Regions from separate parts of the Zea mays genome. Here region 2 is linked to region 1. A link is a contact called in public Hi-C data. All regions are on one chromosome and are shown on one strand. The core of a region is the stretch at or near the end of the contact, and the rest is flanking DNA. Distances in the headings are between cores, read along the strand shown.

Region 1 (4,059 bases), core at 1,044-3,543:
CTTCGGTGTAAAGATTCCCTCTGCCCTGGTGGTGCCCCAGAATCGTTTTGGAAAATCTGCACGATTCCAGGCCCGTTGTTTGCAAGTTTGGAACGCAATCACTGGTAACGTCTCTCTCCTGGCCTTTTCGATTCCTCGAATTTTATAGGAGTATTTTCTTTGCTTTACAAAACGACGTTTTTACCTCTCGTTGCAGTAGATTTTCAGATAGTATGCAGTACAGGTTGCAGCACGATATTCGTGGGTGGGTCCTTGACTCCTTGGCTGCTTGCCTTTCTTTCACTGGTGTCACCGACTAAAGCTTGTTCTGTTAAGTCAATCCATAAAAAGATTAAATCTCTTTCTAGCTAGTTAATTAGGGATTTAATCTCTTTCAATCTTTTTTTTGATCGACGTAACTGAATAAGCCCTAGATGGATCTAGGGGTTTGGTGCATCAAGACTTATTTTTTATTTTCAGGAGCGAAAGGAGAAACATCGATCATGCAGCGTATTGTCTTAATGCTATGGCGGACACATTGTATATAGAACCTATGACCATATAAAACACTATTTTATATTATATGCTATACTGTTCACATATCTATAAAGATGCGCACGGGGAATTCACGGCTCCACTGAAGATAATGATATTTCTGAAACACTGGCCTGAATTCTTTTTAAAAGTACCAGCGGATATATATACCCAGGAATTCAGGATATGGCCTGAATTGCACTGCAGTTTTCGCACCGGCGATGCTTCTAGACAACCATACCGTTGCCGAGTGACAAAGCAAAGAGGTTAGGTTCATGTTCCATCGATCATCCAACGCAAGGAATGAAATCATGCGCTATCAGCACATGCTAAAAGCAATAATGACAGGATCACAACAACAACAAGGAGCAGTAAATTCTTTGCCGGAGATCGATGAGGCTACATGCACTTATCTTGTGGGTACATAGAATTTTGCTATGGATGGTGCATATATGGTGGGATTTTAGTCATGATAACAAAAGGCAAGCAGCTTAAAACTATCTTCAACAGATTATTTATCTTTATATTCCATTTCAAAATAGTGTAAAATATTTTTGTACGGTTATATGCACAATCTACTGGTCATATATTGACAACAATGGGCGCAAAAAGAAGAGGCAATTATGATTATACCCTTATGTGGCCTTACAATTATGATTTTATCTCTCGCTTTTCAACTTTACGATTTTACCTTGTTTTGAAAATGAAGCCTCCATTTGCCCTCCCCTTAATATCGTTGATGAAAATCAGAATTAGTGATTAGAAAATAAAAAATGATGGATAAAATCACAATTCCAAAGTGAAAGAAGAGTATAATCATAATTAACCCAAAAAATCTAACATTATTTTTAGGGTGATTATACACTTCTCCTACCTTACAATTGTGATTTTATCCCTCGTTTTTTAATCGCTAAAGTTGATTTTCATAAACCATGTTACAAGGGAGGGGCAGACGATAGCTTCCCTTTTAAAACAGAGGTAAAATTCCAAAGTTGAAAAACGATTAAATCATAATTGTAATGTCGAGAAGAGTATAGTCACAATTACCCTGAGGACCCGTTTGCATCCTTGGAATCCAATTCTATTCTAATAATAGTAACTTAGGCACATATCAACTAAGCTAATATAGTTTTATGTAAAATATATTTATATATTATTATTGATAAGATGTTAAAAATATTTATGTGTTACATTTTTACTATAAAGTAGTGACCCGAAAAACGTCCTATATATTGCAAAGTAGAAATACATTCTACCGATTCATAAAAGCATTTTTTATTCTTCACCCCATGAACTTGAAAAAGTCTTATATTTAAACTTTGGAAATTAGTGAAATATTAAATTTCAAGCTAAATAAATTATTTTATTAAGTAAATTATAATTTCTCTAAAATAAATGGATCTAAACGCCCCGTGAAAGAATATTGCAATTGCAACCACGCATATATTTTTTTCCTTCATTCTCTTTGACAAAACATCCATTTCGTATTTCCTCGTTTCAATGCTTCTCGCTACAAACAAAAAAAAAACAATTTGGATAAGTCTGGACATAACGCAGGAGAAAACGGAATCTCGCCTGTGGGCCCCGTCCCCAACTCCCGTGTCGACAACTCGCCACCACCTTCTCTTCCGTTCCAGAAGGGACAGCGTCCGTGTCTTCCTTGCTCACTCTCCTCACCACTACCCTGACCTGACCTGCTCCCAAGCTCCCTCTGCCTGCCTTTATAAATCACCGGGGCAGAGCGCCTCAGTGACACACGCCGCTGCTCCAAGAAACCACCGCCGAGCCCAACCGCACAAGCGCGCGAGGCAGGAGAGAGAGAGAGGCGGGGAGCAAAACAATGGAGGGGAAAGAGGAGGACGTGCGCCTGGGCGCCAACAAGTTCTCGGAGCGCCAGCCCATCGGGACGGCGGCGCAGGGCGCCGCTGACGACAAGGACTACAAGGAGCCCCCGCCGGCGCCGCTGTTCGAGCCCGGGGAGCTCAAGTCCTGGTCCTTCTACCGCGCGGGCATCGCCGAGTTCGTCGCCACCTTCCTCTTCCTCTACATCACCATCCTCACCGTCATGGGCGTCTCCAAGTCCACCTCCAAGTGCGCCACCGTCGGCATCCAGGGCATCGCCTGGTCCTTCGGAGGAATGATCTTCGCGCTCGTCTACTGCACCGCCGGCATCTCCGGTCAGCTCTCTCCCTTCTTGCTGCCGTGGCTTCTTCTATTTCCAGATTCCATGGGACGAACTTTTTAAATTTACTGCAATTATTCGTTACACTTTTGGTCCGTCAACTTGCTTAGCTCAGTAACAACCCTTCATGGTACCGACTAGTTACTGTGCAATTTTTCCGAGATATTCAAGCAAAAGAGCTGGGGTAAATAAAAAAAGCAACATGTATAGGCAGGGTATCCACTTTGCTATACGCTCTGACGTATTGAATTTGCTCCACTTCCTACTTTGGATACACTGATTACAGTCAGTAACACTACTAAAGAAGACGACAAAAAAAAGAGATAATTTTATATTTAGCCGATATCAGTAACTGAGAATCTTAAATTCCTTTTTTTTTTCTTTTGAAACAGTAGAGCTTTCTCACAGTTATACATGCCGTGAGCATGGGGATTAGCAAGCCCCTGTTAATTCATTATTTTGTTAAAAAGAAAACAGATCTTAAGCCACTTCCGGCCCTTCTGTCTGTTACCAGTTTGTACCTTATTTGCACCTAGGGAGATTTGACCCGCAATAAAAAAAAACCATGTAACATACTGTACTACTATAGCATGTGCTGCGTGTAATTATGCAAAGGCATCATCAACTGCCAGATGTAGGGGGTGTTTGGTTTGAGGAATCATTCCATCCAAAATATGGTGGTGCATCATGGATCCATTCCTCAAATTTGGTGGGATGACCCCATTCCTCATATTAGTACTAACTAACTAACTATAAGGAATGAGGTGATGATAGATCAACTCATTCTATTCCACAAACCAAACAAAAAAAGTGAGGAGTGAGAATATGATGGACTAGCTCATTCCTCAAACCAAACATGCTAGTAGTTCATGTCAGCACTTCGGGCCACAGTTGTGTGTAAAAAATTAAAGATTAAAGTACAAAAGGCACCATTTTAACTTGTGAGGTGTGTACATAGAAAACTATATCAGTTAACCTACAGTGGTCATTCCATCTCAAAAACAGTAGTGGTCCGACATATGGTTAATTTGCATAGTACTTTCCTGGTCATGGTTTGTGTAATTGACTCCAGATACATGCTTAATTTCAAAGCATCGAACTGTGAAAGAATCCATGCAATTCAGCAAGCATAGACCAAGAACACAACTACAACAACCAAAGACACCACTAATGGTTGTTACCTGCTACTGCAACAGGAGGACACATCAACCCAGCTGTGACTTTCGGGCTGTTCTTAGCCAGGAAGCTGTCCCTGACTAGGGCCCTCTTCTACATCATCATGCAATGCCTGGGTGCCATCTGTGGAGCTGGAGTGGTGAAGGGCTTCCAGCAGGGACTTTACATGGGCAACGGTGGTGGCGCCA
Region 2 (4,059 bases), core at 773-3,272, 440 kb after region 1:
GGGACGGGAGAAAAGACCAAATCTGAGCTCTATAATCCTTGCTTCATGGTGGTGGATTGTTTTGGCAAGATTTCCGGAGTCGATCTTGTTTAAGTTTTCCCCCTTCTGGGCTTAAGTCAGGAGGTTATCTGACATCCGCCAAATGTTTTTACATGTTTTATTAGTTCATGGTCTGCCTTGATAAAGATCCTCAAGATCCTCGTAGTTGCGCTTAGGCTGTTCACAATAGACTGTGTAAAATAGGGGATTAATATTACACTGAAGTTTGAAATAGAGGACGTAATAGGAGCAGGTTTACCTTCCCGTTTGGAAAACAATGGATTTCACCATTTTTCCTCGATTTCTCTACTTTCGGTCAGGTTTTAACTAGATTTTGATTCAAAATACAAAATACAGAAGTCAAATTTTGGTAAAAAAACGAAATTCGAATCTTCCAAACGAAATTGTGAACTCTGAATAGGAGATATGTGTTTACAGGGATGTGATATGATAGCTTAGGCTATGTTTGTTTACCTTTGAGATTATATAATCCATGCAAATAAACAGCACAGATTATTAGGTGGGTTATATAATTTAGATTATAATAATCTATAAGTAGATCATTAGATGCTTATATCTATTATAAGATGGATTATATAATCATGCTAGTTTGGTGAACAGGACAATCGAGGGGTTCCTCTCCCATGGACCCCTCCAGTTCTCTCACCAAACGAGCCCGAAATGAAAAAAATAGGGCTTAGCCTGCCAACCAAGTATCTTCTCTATATATTTTTGTGTCACCTTTGTTCCAAGTAACCTCTTTGATGTCAAGTAACGTCTTCGATAGGAGGCAAAGACCGATCAGTGATCACACTATGGTTCCTGTTTGGTGGATTAGCGATTCTATTGGTGTTCACTTGTTCTGCTACCTATGTTCGCGTTCTTTGATCAGCTTTTCCATGCTACTCTTGCACACTTGCAGAAGCCATCTCGGTACTCCAAATTTTATCCATTATAAATACACAGCTAAACTACAGTACCGAAGCGCTATGAAGCCATGCAGCTACCTCCTACCAACCAGAACACAGAAAGCACGCCGTACCGGCGGGAATCGGGATGCCACTGTCCAGGCGACTAGGAGACGCAGCGGAGCGAGTGCAGGGACGCCGAGGTGTCCATGGACGCGGCGTCATACATGCAGCGGGTCTCCGTCGCCTCGATGCCGTAGTCCATCAGCGGGCGGCGCTCCAGCTCGTCGTCGTGCTCGCGCACGCAGTCGGGGACCTCCAGCTGCTCCTTGTCTATGTGGGCCCAAACGTACTCAAGCCGGCTCATGTATCGCAGCTTCTCATACAACCTGCAAGAGTAGATCCCGCACCCCGTAAAAATTCTGCTCCGCGGGCATGCCGAATGCAAACAGCAGCCGAGCGGATCAGGGATTCGCTACCGTACCCTGAGCTGAAGAGGAAGCGCCCGAAGGTGGCGAAGAAGATCCTGGACTGGAGGGCCGGGTGCACGAAGTAGACGGCGCGCAGCCTCTCCTTGGCCGCGGCCGGCAGCGTCTCGTACGCGCCGCGGATCGCACCGACGCCGGGGAAGTTGTGGCCGCGATCCACGCGGGAGTGCATGTACACGACCACGAACTCGCGGTCCCCGATCTCCGGGAGGATGCGCTCCCGCAGGTACGACCGCAGCGCCTCCTCCGCCCGGCCGCCCAGCGCGCGCGCTGCAAACGAGGCGGAGGCAACGTCCGTCAGTTCCACCACGGCACGGCGAAGCCCGCCTGCGATCTGGGCAAATTCTGAATCGCTGGTAAGGTGTACTACCTGGAAAGTAGTTGCCGACGATCCTGACGACGGCACGGCCCTTCCGGTCACGGCCGTGCAGGGTGATCGCCCGGCTGCGCTCCAGCAGCAGCGCCGGCTCGCCCATAGAGCCCTTCTCAACTGTAACCGCCATGGCTTCAGTTCCGTGGTCACACTCCTTTGAGTTTGCGTGCGTGCGTGCGTGCTCAGTGTTCGTACCGGTACGATTCGCGTGTTTTGAGGAGGTCACACGGGGGTGCGTTTAAATACGGCCGATCCGGTCCGAGCGGCTCGGCGTGGGCTGACGGGAGTAGGGTTGGCAGGCGCGGCGGGGCCTGGCCACTGGGCCATCGCGCGGGGATGGGCGCAGGCGGTGGATGCGATATCCCGCGGAATATGCTGGGGATAATTCTGTTTGGGCGGGCGTTCTTGCGTGTGCAAACTGCAGACAATCGGGTCGACGTGCCTATACTTGTTTCTGTGGGCGGCAGGCCGGCAGCTTGCACGCGATCCGAGCCGACGGGATGAGCTGCGCTGCGTGGTCTCATCGCTTGCGCTGGAGCAAGGAGTGAACGATATACTTGGCCAATGGGCCGTGACGGGCTGACGGCACGGGCTCATCATGGACCAGGCCGATTTTAGTCGAATTGAGACACCATGACACGCCGTGCCGTGTCCAACCGTGTGTCGAATCTAAGCTAAAGCATAACATAGCATATAGGTGTACATTTGGGCCGGGTCTGGTGGGCCGGCCCAAAGCACGAAAAAAAAGCACGATCCAGGCACGGCACGGCCCGAAATAATTTAGTGTCGGGCCGGGTTTAGACCGAGGTCACGGCTCATGGGCGGGCACGAGCACGGCCCGTTTAAGGCAGGCACGAAATGGCCCATATAGAGGCACGAAAAGGCCCATATATTTATTAAAACCACACTTTCATGTGCTTGATAAATAACATAAAGCTAGAGATAATGCTAGTTAGATGTTTTTTTAGCTTTGAATTAGAGTGTGTGATGTAATTTTTGCTTTTGTTATGAACATTAGACAATAAACTGAACTTACGAACTTTGTATAGAGCTGATTATACTCTTTTTTCTTCTAACAAAATGATTTATAAACGAGGTAGTCATTGCATAGTTGTGGTAACTTTAATACAAATACTAAGTTTGATTTTGTTCAAATTTATTTGTCTTATCTTTTATTTTTTTTATTTTTTTTTGAATTTTGGGCTCTAATGTGAATTTTGGGCCAAAAATTGAATTTCGGGCCTAAAATTGAATTTCGGGCCGTAATGTGAATTTCGGGCTTTTATAATTTCGGGCCGCCCGAAATGAGCCCGGCACGTTTAAGCAATTACGGGTCGGACCGTGGGCCGAGGGCTAGGCCCATGGGCCGGCCCGGCACGGCCCGAAATTCAAACGGGCCGGGTCGGCCCGAAATTCAAACATTACGGGCCTTTTCGGGCTTGGGCCGGGCCGGGCCGGGCGGCCCGAATGTACACCTATAATAGCATGACAGGAGCGGGTTGACTCGCTAAAAATTTCCTTCTGGAGGAGTTGTGAGGCATTAACCTTCTAACTGTCGTGAGGGGAAGAAAACTCAAGGGTTGCGCTAATGCAAGATTCACCCTCCATTAGTTAGCAACTGAAAGTTGTAAACATCGACCAACTACAACTCAAACAAATAGTCTAGTGTTCAAGCAAAACAAACATGTTTCAAGCATCACACGAGTGCGAAGACAAGCAGACTCCACACTCTAGTACTAAGGCTCAAACAACCTACATAGAGATGGAAATCACCAAAGAGATCCATTTGCATGACCCGCTCATCCACATCGGCATTCGCATGGGTCCTGTTGCCTCTCCCACCCGGGCCGATGGATGCACCTCAGCACTAGGGCAGGTGGTAGAGGCGATGTATGAATTGATATTGCAATACGTGTAGAGCACCAATAGTAATTGAGATAGCGAGATCAGACCCAAGGAAGATGATTAGTTAATTGGATTTATGGATGGAATTGAGGTTTAAGGTTTAGGGTATTTTTCTATAGGACATGGTAAAATGGAAAGAAATGAGGTAGTGGGACCACCATAGAGGCATCAACCGACCATGCTTATGGATCCACCAGCCTTTCCAAGCTTCCATGATCCATGTTACATACTTCTAAGTGATTCTTCGCACTTGGGTCAATCTTATGTTTCTTCCCAAGGGTGAAAGATGAAGTTACATGGATTGATGGGCCGATAATAAAGTTAACCAATGTGCCAACTGCCAACA

What was found. Hi-C and Micro-C count contacts between places; a contact is called where the count stands out from the background.
Region 2: a contact with region 1 is called in a Hi-C map of leaf, with 6 times the contacts expected there. The contact joins the promoter of LOC100282866 here to the promoter of LOC541779 in region 1. A contact is called at or near these places in 2 of 25 Hi-C or Micro-C datasets (ear and leaf).

What each region holds. Positions count from the first base shown.
Region 1 is chr5:197,666,745-197,670,803 of Zm-B73-REFERENCE-NAM-5.0, forward strand. LOC541779 (plasma membrane intrinsic protein 1) reads left to right here and starts at 2,294. Exons shown (of 4, transcript NM_001111464.1): 1 at 2,294-2,690; 2 at 3,892-4,059. The coding sequence starts at 2,354.
Region 2 is chr5:198,104,463-198,108,521 of Zm-B73-REFERENCE-NAM-5.0, forward strand. LOC100282866 (cellular retinaldehyde-binding/triple function, C-terminal) reads right to left here and starts at 2,023. Exons shown (of 3, transcript NM_001155772.2): 1 at 1,806-2,023; 2 at 1,432-1,705; 3 at 959-1,336. The coding sequence starts at 1,938. The coding sequence ends at 1,114.